2 separate regions of the Mustela erminea genome follow, and region 1 is linked to region 2. The links are chromatin contacts, called in public Hi-C maps. All regions are on one chromosome and are shown on one strand. Each heading gives the region's core, a stretch centred on a gene start, on an enhancer-like site or on the middle of the called end of the contact. The rest is flanking DNA. Distances are from core to core; before and after follow the strand shown.

Region 1 (5,736 bases), core at 2,931-5,430, 160 kb before region 2:
GGTCATCCTTCCAAAGGGAGGGATGCTTACACAAGGAAACACAACAACGATTCCATTGTCCCGGAAGTTAAGACTGCTATCCAGCCCCTTGGGGCTCTTCATGCCTCGGAACCAGCAGGCAAAGAAGGGTGCTACCAAGCTGGCTGGTGATGAATCCTGACTCTCAAGGAGAAAGTGGACTCCTGCTCCACCATGGAGGCAAGGAAGACTACGTTTGGGATAAAGGAGATCCCTAAGGGCATACCTGGTGATTGCGGTCAGTGCAAAACTACAACAACCTAACTCAGGTGAGACTACTAATGGCCCAGACCCTTCGGGAGTGAAGGTTGGAGTCACTCCACCAGCTAAAGAAACGAGACCAGCTGAGGTGCTTGCTGAAGACAAAGGAAATATGAGAAGGATAGTAGCAAAAGGTAGTAATAATACTAGCTGTGATCTCATGAGTATTTCCTTCTTTTATCGTTATGAGTATGTGTGTATACACATATGTTTGGCACACGTCTTTGTTTCTTCCCTCTCTTATTCACTTATAATGTAATATAAGATGTATTTAAGGATTGTTAATTTAACAGTATTGTATTCAAGTGACAGCAGAGGGAGAAGAGTAAATATCACTGAAGGATTTCATCTCCTCTCATGGGGAAAGGGTTAGTACATTTTTGGTTCTACACAGGATATCTGTATCACATTAGGTGGAATCGCGATCTTGTTATTATTATTGTCTTTATTTGGAGAGTAAGCATGGTTTAAGGAGATATGGGCATCAAGTTGACAAAAGGGGTGGACATGTGATGTTTAATTTTATGTATCAGTTTGACTGGGACGCGGGGTGCCTAGATATTTGGTTAAACATTATGGTGGGTGTGTCTGTGAGGGCGTTTCTTGATGAGATTAACCTGTGAATCTCCCATGTGGGTCTCATTTAATTGGAGGAAGGCCTGAACAGAACAAAAAAGTGAGGTGAGGGAGATTTTGTTCTTCAAGCTGAGACTTAGGTGTTCTCCTAAGACCTCCTGGACTCAGAACTCACACCTTCAGCTCTCCTGGTTCTCAGGCCTTTGGAATCAGACTGGAACTCTACTATCTGCTCTCCTAGGTCCAGCTTGCTGACTGCAGATTTTGGGACTTCTCAGCCTCCCTAATCATATGAGCCAACTCCTTATAATAAATCACTATAGATACTGGTTCTGTTTCTTTGAAGAACATAGACCAATACAGTGTACATTGAATTTTCATTCTTTTCAATGACTAGGTTGATTATGATTTTATCATTTCTGTCTTTTCACAGTTTGGCTCTTTCCAATTTTCCAGTCTTTTTCTGATTTCACCAGCATATCAGTAAGTATCTGTATATACACATATCTTTACGCACATATGCTACTATATATGAAAACCAAGAAATGGGATTTAAAAATCTTAAAGGTGGCATCTATATGTGTATGCGTATAGCCAGGGACACCTGGGTGGCTCAGTCAGTTAAGCATCAGCCTTCAGCTCAGGTCATGATTTTAGGGTCCTGGAATCGAATCCCGAAACAGGCTCCCTGCTTGGTGGGAAGCCTGCTTCTTCTTCTCCCTCTGTCTGCCTCTCCCACTGCTTGTGCAAGCTCTTTCTGTCGCTCTCTGATAAATAAATAAAATCTTAAAAAAAAACAAAACCCAAAAGGAATAGCCAGTCAACTCCTATAACTAGCTAAATACCAGTAGGGACATTGTCTATAAGTGGGTCTTTTGAAGTGCATACGCAGAGAAAGTGCTTTTCACAAGCCAAAGGATGTTGGCTATTCTTTACAGGAAGCCTAATGAGTCTCCTTGGACTTCTTGTAAAAAACACCCACTAGAATTATGATTTTGGAATCATTTCCACCGCAAATCCACTCTTTCCACACCCCTTTAAAAGGCAGCTGCGCTATTTGGCTTCTAACCAAGGCCTGCTGCACCAACAATTCTCTACGTTTTATTTATATTTCATGTGCAGTATGTTCAAACTCTCACTTTCCCAGGTGCCAGATGCTGGTTTGGACATACTCCAGTGGAAAGTGCTTTCCTGTAAAATAATAAAAGTAAAATACTGAACAAACTGCCTCTTTATATCAGACTTGCACCTAGTGTACCACAGTTAAGTATTCTAATCGTGACTTCACTGTTTTCCCAAATTTGCAATCCCTCCAGCTCCCACTTCACCTAGCTCCACACCATACACTTTGTCCTTTGGCTTCCACAGGGTGTAAATGCTTCTAGTCCTTTTATACCTCATCAGTGTTCAGTGTTTAAAATGTCAGAACATAGGATCTATCTGTCTCACATGATTTCAGTGGTGCCTAATGTAACCCACCAAGGGGTATTTCAAATATGATATAGATGAGAAAACGAGGATTTTAACTTACTTTCAGGACTTCCCCCTGCCTTTTTTTAAAAAATAAGTAATCTCTATGTCCAATGTGGGGCTTGAACTCACGACCCTGAGATCAAAAGTTGCAGGGTCTACCAACTAAGCCTGCCAGGTGCCTCTACTTTCAGGATTTTAAAAGATATCTAGTAAGTTAATGTCTGTTATGTTCATAGCTTAATATATTTTCACTAAAAAGTGATGCTTTCTGGGGCGCCTGGCCTTCGGCTCAGGTCATGATCCTGCAGTCCTGGGATTGAGTCCCCCATCGGGCTTCCTACTCAGCCGGGAGTCTGCTTCTCCCTCTCCCTGTGTGTGCACTCACTCTCTCTCAAATGAATAAACAAATCTTTAAAAAAAAAAGTGATGCTTTCTGTGTGTTTTATAGAGATTGCCTATCTTCTCTGGGTTTCCATCTCCGCCTGTTTCACCAGTTTGTGTGATAACATTTCATGGCACTGAAAACCAGTACAACTCCCTGTTCAATCCTAAACAAACTAAGAACCTCAGGCATGAAGATTTATGTTTGTGCCCAGATCTCGGAATAACATTGAAGTTTAATTGAACTCTTGTAAAGCGTGCCACGATTTGTATCTGTATTTGTGTGTGTGTGGAAAGCCGCTATAAAATAACAGAAATACCATGCCTGCCAGTATCTCTAAACATATTGGGCTCTGGCAGAGCTCGTTTTTTTTTCACTCTTTCCATTAGATGGCGGTAGGTGCCCAAGAAATAACTTCCAAGGCATGCTGGAGGGCAGTGAGAGGAGCGTTTTTTTCCTTTCACTAGGTTGTTGGTAGCTGAGCACACACACTAAAGGTCCTCTTTCGCGGGTTGGCAGGGTATGCATTTTATTTTTTCGTGTGTGTGTGAGGCGGGAAGGCTTTCCACAGGCCACCTGTTTAAGCTAAGCACAGGGTAGCATCTTGCCAGCTGGCAAAAAAAAAAAAAAAAATTCCTAGAATTTTTCTTAACTATCATCAGACTTGATAAAAGCTATGGAACCCATTCAGGAGTGCAATCAGCATTGATTGAAAGACGCTGTGGCATCTGTTGCCTACACTTGTGGAGATGGAACAGAGCCACTCGCTGGAGGGGAATGGCTGCTGCGACCTGTGGACTGAACCCCCACATGGAGACCTGTGACCCACGTGCAAGTATCGTGGACTCTCTCACGTATCCCTAGCTCCAGATCAGAAGCTACCTGAAAAATATAAGAGTGGGCGTCCTCCGCTTCTCCTATAGTAGACAAAAACATACACGAAACATACAGTAGAGAAAGTAGTGCAAGTGAGACCCAGACTGATGAAGTAATTGTGTACGAAGATGCTAAGTCCTGTAAGCATTTCAAGAGGCCAGAGGAGTACGAAATGGTCAATGAGGCTTTGGGGAGAGAGAGAAGAGCACAAGCGAGCGAGCACTCGGGTGGGGGGTACTGTGGGAATGTTTGGGGGAGGTCCGGAGAGAATCAAGAGTTCGAAGGTTGGAGGCCAAGTCCAGCTCCCTGAGGACTACAGCTTCAGAGAGGCCGGCTCCGCGGACCCCTCTTCTCTCTGCACTTAGCTGGGAGAAAGCCCTCAGAGTGGGGCGTTTCCGGCCAGTTTTCTCGCCCGGGCGCTTTCCCCGGCGGTTCCGCAGCGTGGTGGAAGCCCCTTCCCCGCTGGCCAGCTGCAGCAGATCTGGGCCCAGCGCGTGGCCCGAGACTGCCACGGAGGGGGCGTGGCAAGGGCAGCCCGGAGGGGGCGGGGCGTGGGCGGGCCCGGGCGGGCGGGGCTCTCTCCTGCCCCGCGCCAGCCGCCGCCGCCACCGCCGCTGCCGCCACTGCCACCGCCGCCTCCGCCCGCCTCGCGGACCCAGCGAGCGGGGTCGCCGCCGCCTGCCCGCCCGCGTGCCCCGGGGCTGCGGTGGGCCAGGATGTCGGGCTTCCTAGAGGAGCTGCTCGGCGAGAAGCTGGTGACGGGCGGCGGCGAGGAGGTGGACGTGCATTCGCTGGGCGCCCGCGGCATCTCGCTGCTCGGGCTCTACTTCGGCTGCAGCCTGAGCGCCCCCTGCGCGCAGCTCAGCGGCAGCCTGGCCGCCTTCTACGGCCGCCTGCGGGGGGACGCGGCGGCCGGGCCGGGGGCCGGGGCCGGAGCCGGGCCGGGGCCGGGGGCCGGGGCGGCCGCGGAGCCCGAGCCGCGGCGCCGCCTGGAGATAGTCTTCGTGTCCTCGGACCAGGACCAGCGACAGTGGCAGGACTTCGTGCGGGACATGCCGTGGCTGGCGCTGCCCTACAAGGAGAAGCACAGAAAGGTGAGCGGCGCGGGCCTCGTCGGCGCCCCCAGCCTGGGAGAGCAGCCCGCGAGTTGGGGGAGCAGGGTCCTCGCCGGCCTCGCCCGCGCCCCTCGCAGCCCCTCACGCTCCTGCGTGGGCTCCTGCACGCGCTTCCCTTCGTGTCCCTCAGTGTCCCCTTCCTCTGTGTATGCCCGCCCCGGTCGGAGGACCCCGCCGTCCTGGGGCTCCCGCGGCAACTCCTCCGTGCGGGTGTCAGACCGCTCCGGTGGGGTAAGTTTGACACCCTCCGGCCCTGGATCCCGGCTTGCGTCCCGAGGAGTGGCGAGCCAGGTCCCCACGCGCTGGGAGCCTCGTAGAAGGGGCGGCCGCGCTGGGGGTCCCGACCCCGTGACCCCGCGCTCCCGGCTGGAGGCGCGGGGAAGGGCTGCTTCCTTCCCTTAGCCGCCAGACTCTCGGCGGATACCTGTAGTGGGTGGGGGAGGCGCTCGCCCCCTACCCATAATGCCCAAACCAGGAAGTTTCCTCTCCCCAGAAGAAATCCGCTTCTCAGGGGACCCCGCCCCTCCCCCACCCTGTGACCCGGGACTCCGAGGCCAGGCCGCCCTGCGTCCCGGGGGGCAGCCGCTGACCGTGGCTTTGGGAGAGAGGGGCGCTCACTCCTCTCCCCTTCTCTTCCCTCCGCACCCGCGGGCTCGACTGGTGGCCACCGGGGAGCTTTTCATTGTCTGCCTGTCCCGCGGACCCTCCCCAGATGCCTCCCAGGCACGGGAACAGACCCGTCCGTGCGGCCCCCCCCTAGTTGCTGGGTCCGGGTTGTCTCGGCACACTTCGAATTAAACGCTGAACAGAGGTGCAGATTAAGTGGAGAAACGAGGATTGGGGGAAATTTACACTTCGCTGTCAACTTTTCATTCCTGCTGAAATTAGGTTGGGTTTTCGAGTGTGTCAGTTGGGATGAAGGTGTCTGTTTTAAGAAAACGAATTCGTGAAATTTCGTCATGAATCGAAACAGGACAAGTTTTGGAGAGCTCTTGCCTAATTGGTGAGCCTGACGCAACGTGTGAATCTAGCCCC
Region 2 (5,775 bases), core at 780-3,279:
ATGTCAAAAAGATATAAAGAATTCAATTTTGGGGGACGCCTGGGTGGCTCAGTTGGTTAAGCAGCTGCCTTCGGCTCAGGTCATGATCCCAGCGTCCTGGGATCGAGTCCCACATCAGGCTCCTTGCTCCGCAGGGAGCCTGCTTCTCCCTCTGACTCTGCCTTCCACTCTGTCTGCCTGTGCTCGCTCTCACTCTCTCTTACAAATAAATAAATAAAATCTTTAAAAAAAAAAAAAAAAGAATTCAATTTTGGGGTGCCTGGGTGGCTCAGAGGTTTAAAGCCTCTGCCTTTGGCTCAGGTCATGATCCCAGGGTCCTAGGGTCAAGCCCTACATCAGGCTCTCTGCCTGCCTCTCTGCCTACTTGTGATCTCTGTCAAATAAATAAATAAAATCTTAAAAAAAAAAAAAGAATTTAGTTTTTCCATATTTAGAAAAAATATCTTCCAAGTGCTAATAGACCCCACAGTCTATTAGAATCTTGTTAGAGTCAACCAAATAAAGACACGGTTTCCTGTTCAATGGGCCAAGCAGGGTAATAGCTTGCAGCTTACTCCTCGGTAAGTAAGCTTCTAGAATAACGGGGTCAACGCCGGAGAGGTATCACCACACTGGCAGAAGTCTTGTGCAAATGGAGGGCTAAATATTTTTGTAAACATTTTCTTATATATTTTAGTTGGACATTAAAGGTTGAAAAAATTACCTAAAAAAATATAATGTTTAAGGAACAGCGGTTATTCCTAGAGACTGTAAAGAACCATTAATACAATTGACAGAAAAACTGACTGCAGTTTCCACTGAAAATACTATAAGATCCACAGATTTCAGAGCTGTATTTTTGGTGGGTGTCTTTTTTTTTTTTTTTTTTTTTTAAGATTTTATTCACTCATTTGAGAGAGAGAGAGAGCAGGTGGAGTGAGAGGGGGAGAAGCAGATTCATCGCTGAGTGGGAGCCTGATGCGGGGCTGGATCCCAGGACCTGGAGATCATGACCTGAGCTGCAGGCAGACTTAACCATCTGAGCCACCCAGGTGCCCCTTCTTCTGGGTGTCTTAAGAAAACATTCTGAATTTGGTTCAAATAAAATGTGTTGCCCTAAGTCAATTATGAATAAGTAATCCCAGATCTCTACTTCTAGTGACACATAGTATAACCACTGACCCATTATTCCTTGTGGTGTTACTAGGTCGGACCAATCCTTGATATCCTCAAATTTCACCTTAATGAGGCTGACACCTTTCAGCTTATCAATGGGTAGCTCCTTTATGTATTCCAGACGGCTAAAGAAGAAAACTTTGGGCACAGCACCAGCCTTGAGAGCATCTGCAATCAGCCTGCGACCTTCCAGCAGGATCTTTCCTTGCTTTTCCCGAAATGGCCTGGACTTAACTATTGTCATTACACTGCTGTGGGTGGAAACAAAAAGACAGGTAATGACCAACATCGTTGTTACGGAGACACACCTAGTTCTAAGAGACATAAAGAGCTTCATAGACATAAACGAATTCCAAAGAAAACACTTATTCTGCCCTCCAAACATAATAAAAACCAGAGGGTTATACCGGGAGAAGTCCTCCAATGGGAGGAAAAACGTTAAGTTCCCGCTGGCAGGTGGGAAGAGAAAGGGGAATACAAAAGAAGTCTCAGGAACACATCACCTCAGCCTTCTGTCCCCGGGTAAAGCCTTATCATAGCGAAGCCCCGACTCTTCCCAGGTGCAGGGCGTCTGGGATCGGGACACCTGAAGCGGCTGCTTTGGTCGCTGCTCGTAGGGACTGGCCTCAGCCGCAGCCCTCTGGGGCTGCTTCCCAGGACCGGGCTTCCGTTCCACGACCTGTCCGGATGGAAACACCACCCTCACCGGGCTACGCCGCAGCGCCCGGACCCAGCGCCGCCCGTCGAGGTCCCAGGTTTGGACCACCCACAGCAACGGCCGCGTGGCCCACCTCCAGCCCTTTACCAGGGCCGCCATCTTCCCCCGCGCCGTGGGTTGCGTCACGGAAGCGCGCCGGCGGCGGCCAGTGACGTCACAACCCGTCTGCGCATCTGCGGGCGGGAAGGCTTCTAGTTCTGCCGGATGTGTGGCGCGGGTGGCTATGGCTACTCGTCGAGCTTTGCACTTCGTCTTCAAAGTGGGAAACCGCTTCCAGACCGCGCGTTTCTTTCGCGATGTCCTGGGGATGAAGGTGCAGACGGGGCCGAGAGGGGCTGGGGCGCGAGGGTGGGTGGCCGGGGCCGCTGAAAGGGACAATTGGGTGTGTCTTGAATCTCCAATGGCGCCCAGGTGTCCGACCTTAGCCCTGGTCTCCCCATTAGCCCTGTCGGGTTTTCACCTTCAGGAAGCGTTGTATGTTGCTGGTTGGGTTGGTGATCTTGGAAGGGGTCTTTATTAGTCGCCGACTGTGTCCCCACACACGTTTGTTTCATTTGAGTTCATTCACAAATATTGAGGCTCTGCCCTCGTGGACTTTCCAGTCTAGTGGGAAAGACAATAAATAGAAAGTAATATAATACTCTCCCAATGAACAATAACCCAATCTCTTCCGGTTTGAAGCCTTTCGTCTAAGATAATCTGCCTGTTTAGAGCTATGGTTTTCTCAGGCCTGCTTTGAATGGTCTCTTACGAGTATTCGGTCTCCGGGTGAATGCTCCGGCCCTCCTCTCAACAGTCCAGATCTAAGTGTGAAGTCAGAATCCATTGTCTCCAACACCCGGAAGCGGCCCCTCCAGCCCTGATCAGCTGCGATTCTGCAGGGATCACCTGGGTGGCAAATGCAGGTGGAAGCTCTTGGGGAGCTCCCGATAAACCAGGGCTTTAGAGGTGCAAGAGTGCAATTTCATGTAGAGAGTGCAGAAGATGTAGAGGGCAAGGGAGTTACCCGAATTCATCAGTCACTTAAAACCTATCGTCTGTCCTTCATGGTCCTGTGTTGGTGACAGCTTTGGTGGCAAAGATGAAAATGACCTTAGTGTCCTCAACTGAAGCTTCTGGCTTAGGATAGGGGTGGAGATGACAGTTTGGTTTGTACATAGCTAACAGTAATGGAACTGAAAACCTCATAAGTGATGAAAAACCACAAGACTCTCCCTTAATAATGTTTCCTCATTGATTAAAGGGTTGTTGTGAAGATTAAACACTGAATATCTGATACATCATATATATTATATAAGTAGTAGCTACTAGTATTAAAAACTACAGGAAAGATTTAACTTCAGCTTGGGTCATCAGGAAATAATTCATGGACTTCTTGCATTTGAGTTGATCTATAAAAATAGGCAGGATTTCTACAAAGATTAGAGGGAGGAGTATACTGGAAAAACTGAAAGAACCCATGCAAAGATAAGGTTTGTTTAGGAAACACCACTAGTTTTCTGTGCCTTCAGCTTAGATTTCTTAGTTGAAGTTGAGATGGGATATCAGGACAAATAGGTTGGGACTACTTCTGATAGTATCTTGAATACTGAGGTATTTGGATTTTATGGCACAGTAAGTAGGGAGCTTTCTTACATTTTAGAACAGGGTAATGTTGTGATGAGAGCTGTGCATGAGGGACGTAATTTTATGGTGGTATTAAGGAAAGATCAGTAAAGATGATTTTTAATAGTCTAGGAGAGAATTGATAGGAACTTGAACTGGAGCCGTAGCTGTGGGAATCAAAAAGGAGAATAGAAACTTAAGACATTGAGAGGCTACTGTGTGTGGGGTTCTGTGTCCAGTGGTGTAATAAGTTATCTATTCTCACAACACATGGGGAGACTCAGGCCCTAAGCAACATTCTCAGGCAACGTTCTCAATCTCAGACAACTATTGAGTGACAGCCAGGATTCCAGATCAGAATTCTCTAATGCTGGAGGCCATCCTTTGGTTTTCTGGGTGGTGGTGAAGGTTTTAACTTCACAGCGCTGCTTCCAAATCTAGGTAGATTTCACAATGTTGTTTACCTGATTCTTGGTATTCTAATTTCCTTATCAGATTCTGCGGCATGAGGAATTTGAAGAGGGCTGCAAAGCTGCCTGTAATGGGTATGACACCTTGTTTCTTAAAATCTCCTTTAGGCTCTGAATACCCTTGGAGAACAGAAGAAAGTTGTTTGAGGTGAGTTTAAGGCAGTAGAATAAATTCAGAAATCAATAAATTAAGGTGGCAGCTCTAAAAAAACACAAGTAAGTGTATCCTCTAAATGAATCATTGTATTTTTTTTTTAAGATTTTATTTATTTATTTGACAGAGGGAGAGAGAGAGTACAAGCAAGGGGAGCAGCAGGGACAGGGAGAAGCAGACTTCCCCTGAGCAGGGAGCCCAGCATGGGCCTTGATCCCAGGACCCTGGGATCATGACCTGAGCTGAAGGCAGATGCTTAACTGATTGAGCCACCCAGTGGCCCTAAATGAAGCAATGTCTTACTGAGTGTCTTAGCTTAGTAGCCATAGCAAAATGGAAAATTCCAAGGCCTAATGAGAATTGCATGCTTGTTGAGAGATATGCAAAAATATAAAGGTCCGGTTGGAGAAGTATCTTTATAGGAGTATGTCCCCTGCTTTAAAGAAAAGGTAGACAAATCTTTCCCTCAAGTAAGTGCCAGACAGGTGATCTTTGGAGCCTCTGGTGGTGGGGCCCATGAGCACTGTCCATAGCTGCTTTTAGCAACAGCTGAGAGGTCATTACATCCTTACAGGTACTTAGAGGACCAGAGGGGACTGCCCACTGTTCTGTCCCGAGAGTTCCTGAGGGGAGGCCTGATGCAGATTTTGTCTGTATTCACTGGATTCATTTACTTTCATCTTTCTAGGCCTTATGATGGGAAGTGGAGTAAGACAATGGTGGGATTTGGACCTGAGGATGATCATTTTGTCGCAGAACTGACCTACAATTATGGCATTGGACACTACAAGCTTGGCAATGACTTCATGGTAAGTGGCATTTTGTTTGAGCAGATTTTGGCTGTGCCTTTTATTGAGGTCCCTGATACAACTTTAAGTATGATAACTGCTCAGTTGATGGCTTTTGAGTGCAGATTAGTGCTTGTGCGCCTGTCTCAGAGCTGCTTTGGGAGCAAATGTGTTCTTCCAGTGTTCAGTAGGAGGCAGACTCGAGACTTAGAGACAGCTTTGACAGAGACAAGACTCTGTTGAACCTTGAGAGATAGAAGGACCGGAGTCATTGTTCTGCTTAAGCAGGTCCTGATCATCAAACAGAGAAATATTTTCTCTCTAATGAACCATTAGGATCGGGCTCTACTATTATGGCAGTGCTAGTCAGAGAAAAACAGGAGAAGCTTTTCAGGAGAAAGAGAGAGAAGCATTGCATATACTGCATTCATTGCTTCATTCATGCAAGAGTTCAAGTCACTGTGTATCTAATAGTTACAGGATCTGCCTCTTATTGAGCAGCTACTATGTGCTACATAGAACGCCACTGGGTCCAAGTACACAGTGAGATAGAAGTAACCAGTTTTCTCTCAGGATCTGCCAAGCAAATCTACCTCATGCTAGATGTTATTTTGGTCAGTTGATTCTGTTATCACTCTTAACTCATGTTAAAATAATAATGACATTTAAATGGAATTTTTATGACTCAAATATCTGTAAAAGTGTTTTATAAATGAAAAGGATAGTTCAGATTTAACATAATTAGTGTCTGTTTTTCTTTTTCTCATTCTTCATGTCTTTACTCATTTATTTATTTTTATTAGGGAGAGAGAGTTTTTGGGTTTTTTTTTTAAGATTTTATTTATTTATTTGACAGATCACAGGCAGAGAGGCAGGCAGAGAGAG

What was found. Hi-C and Micro-C count contacts between places; a contact is called where the count stands out from the background.
Region 1: a Hi-C map of fibroblasts shows a contact between it and region 2, with 6 times the contacts expected there. The contact joins the promoter of NXN here to the promoter of GLOD4 in region 2. A contact is called at or near these places in 3 of 3 Hi-C or Micro-C datasets (fibroblasts, skeletal muscle and spleen).

Annotation. Positions count from the first base shown.
Region 1 is chr18:17,729,742-17,735,477 of mMusErm1.Pri, reverse strand. NXN (nucleoredoxin) reads left to right here and starts at 4,180. Exons shown (of 8, transcript XM_032322396.1): 1 at 4,180-4,680. The coding sequence starts at 4,303.
Region 2 is chr18:17,563,760-17,569,534 of mMusErm1.Pri, reverse strand. It overlaps GLOD4 (glyoxalase domain-containing protein 4), which reads left to right and starts at 2,029. Exons shown (of 9, transcript XM_032322403.1): 1 at 2,029-2,186; 2 at 3,974-4,096; 3 at 4,791-4,911. The coding sequence starts at 3,984. MRM3 (rRNA methyltransferase 3, mitochondrial) reads right to left here and starts at 2,006. Exons shown (of 4, transcript XM_032322397.1): 1 at 1,659-2,006; 2 at 1,162-1,406. The coding sequence starts at 1,972.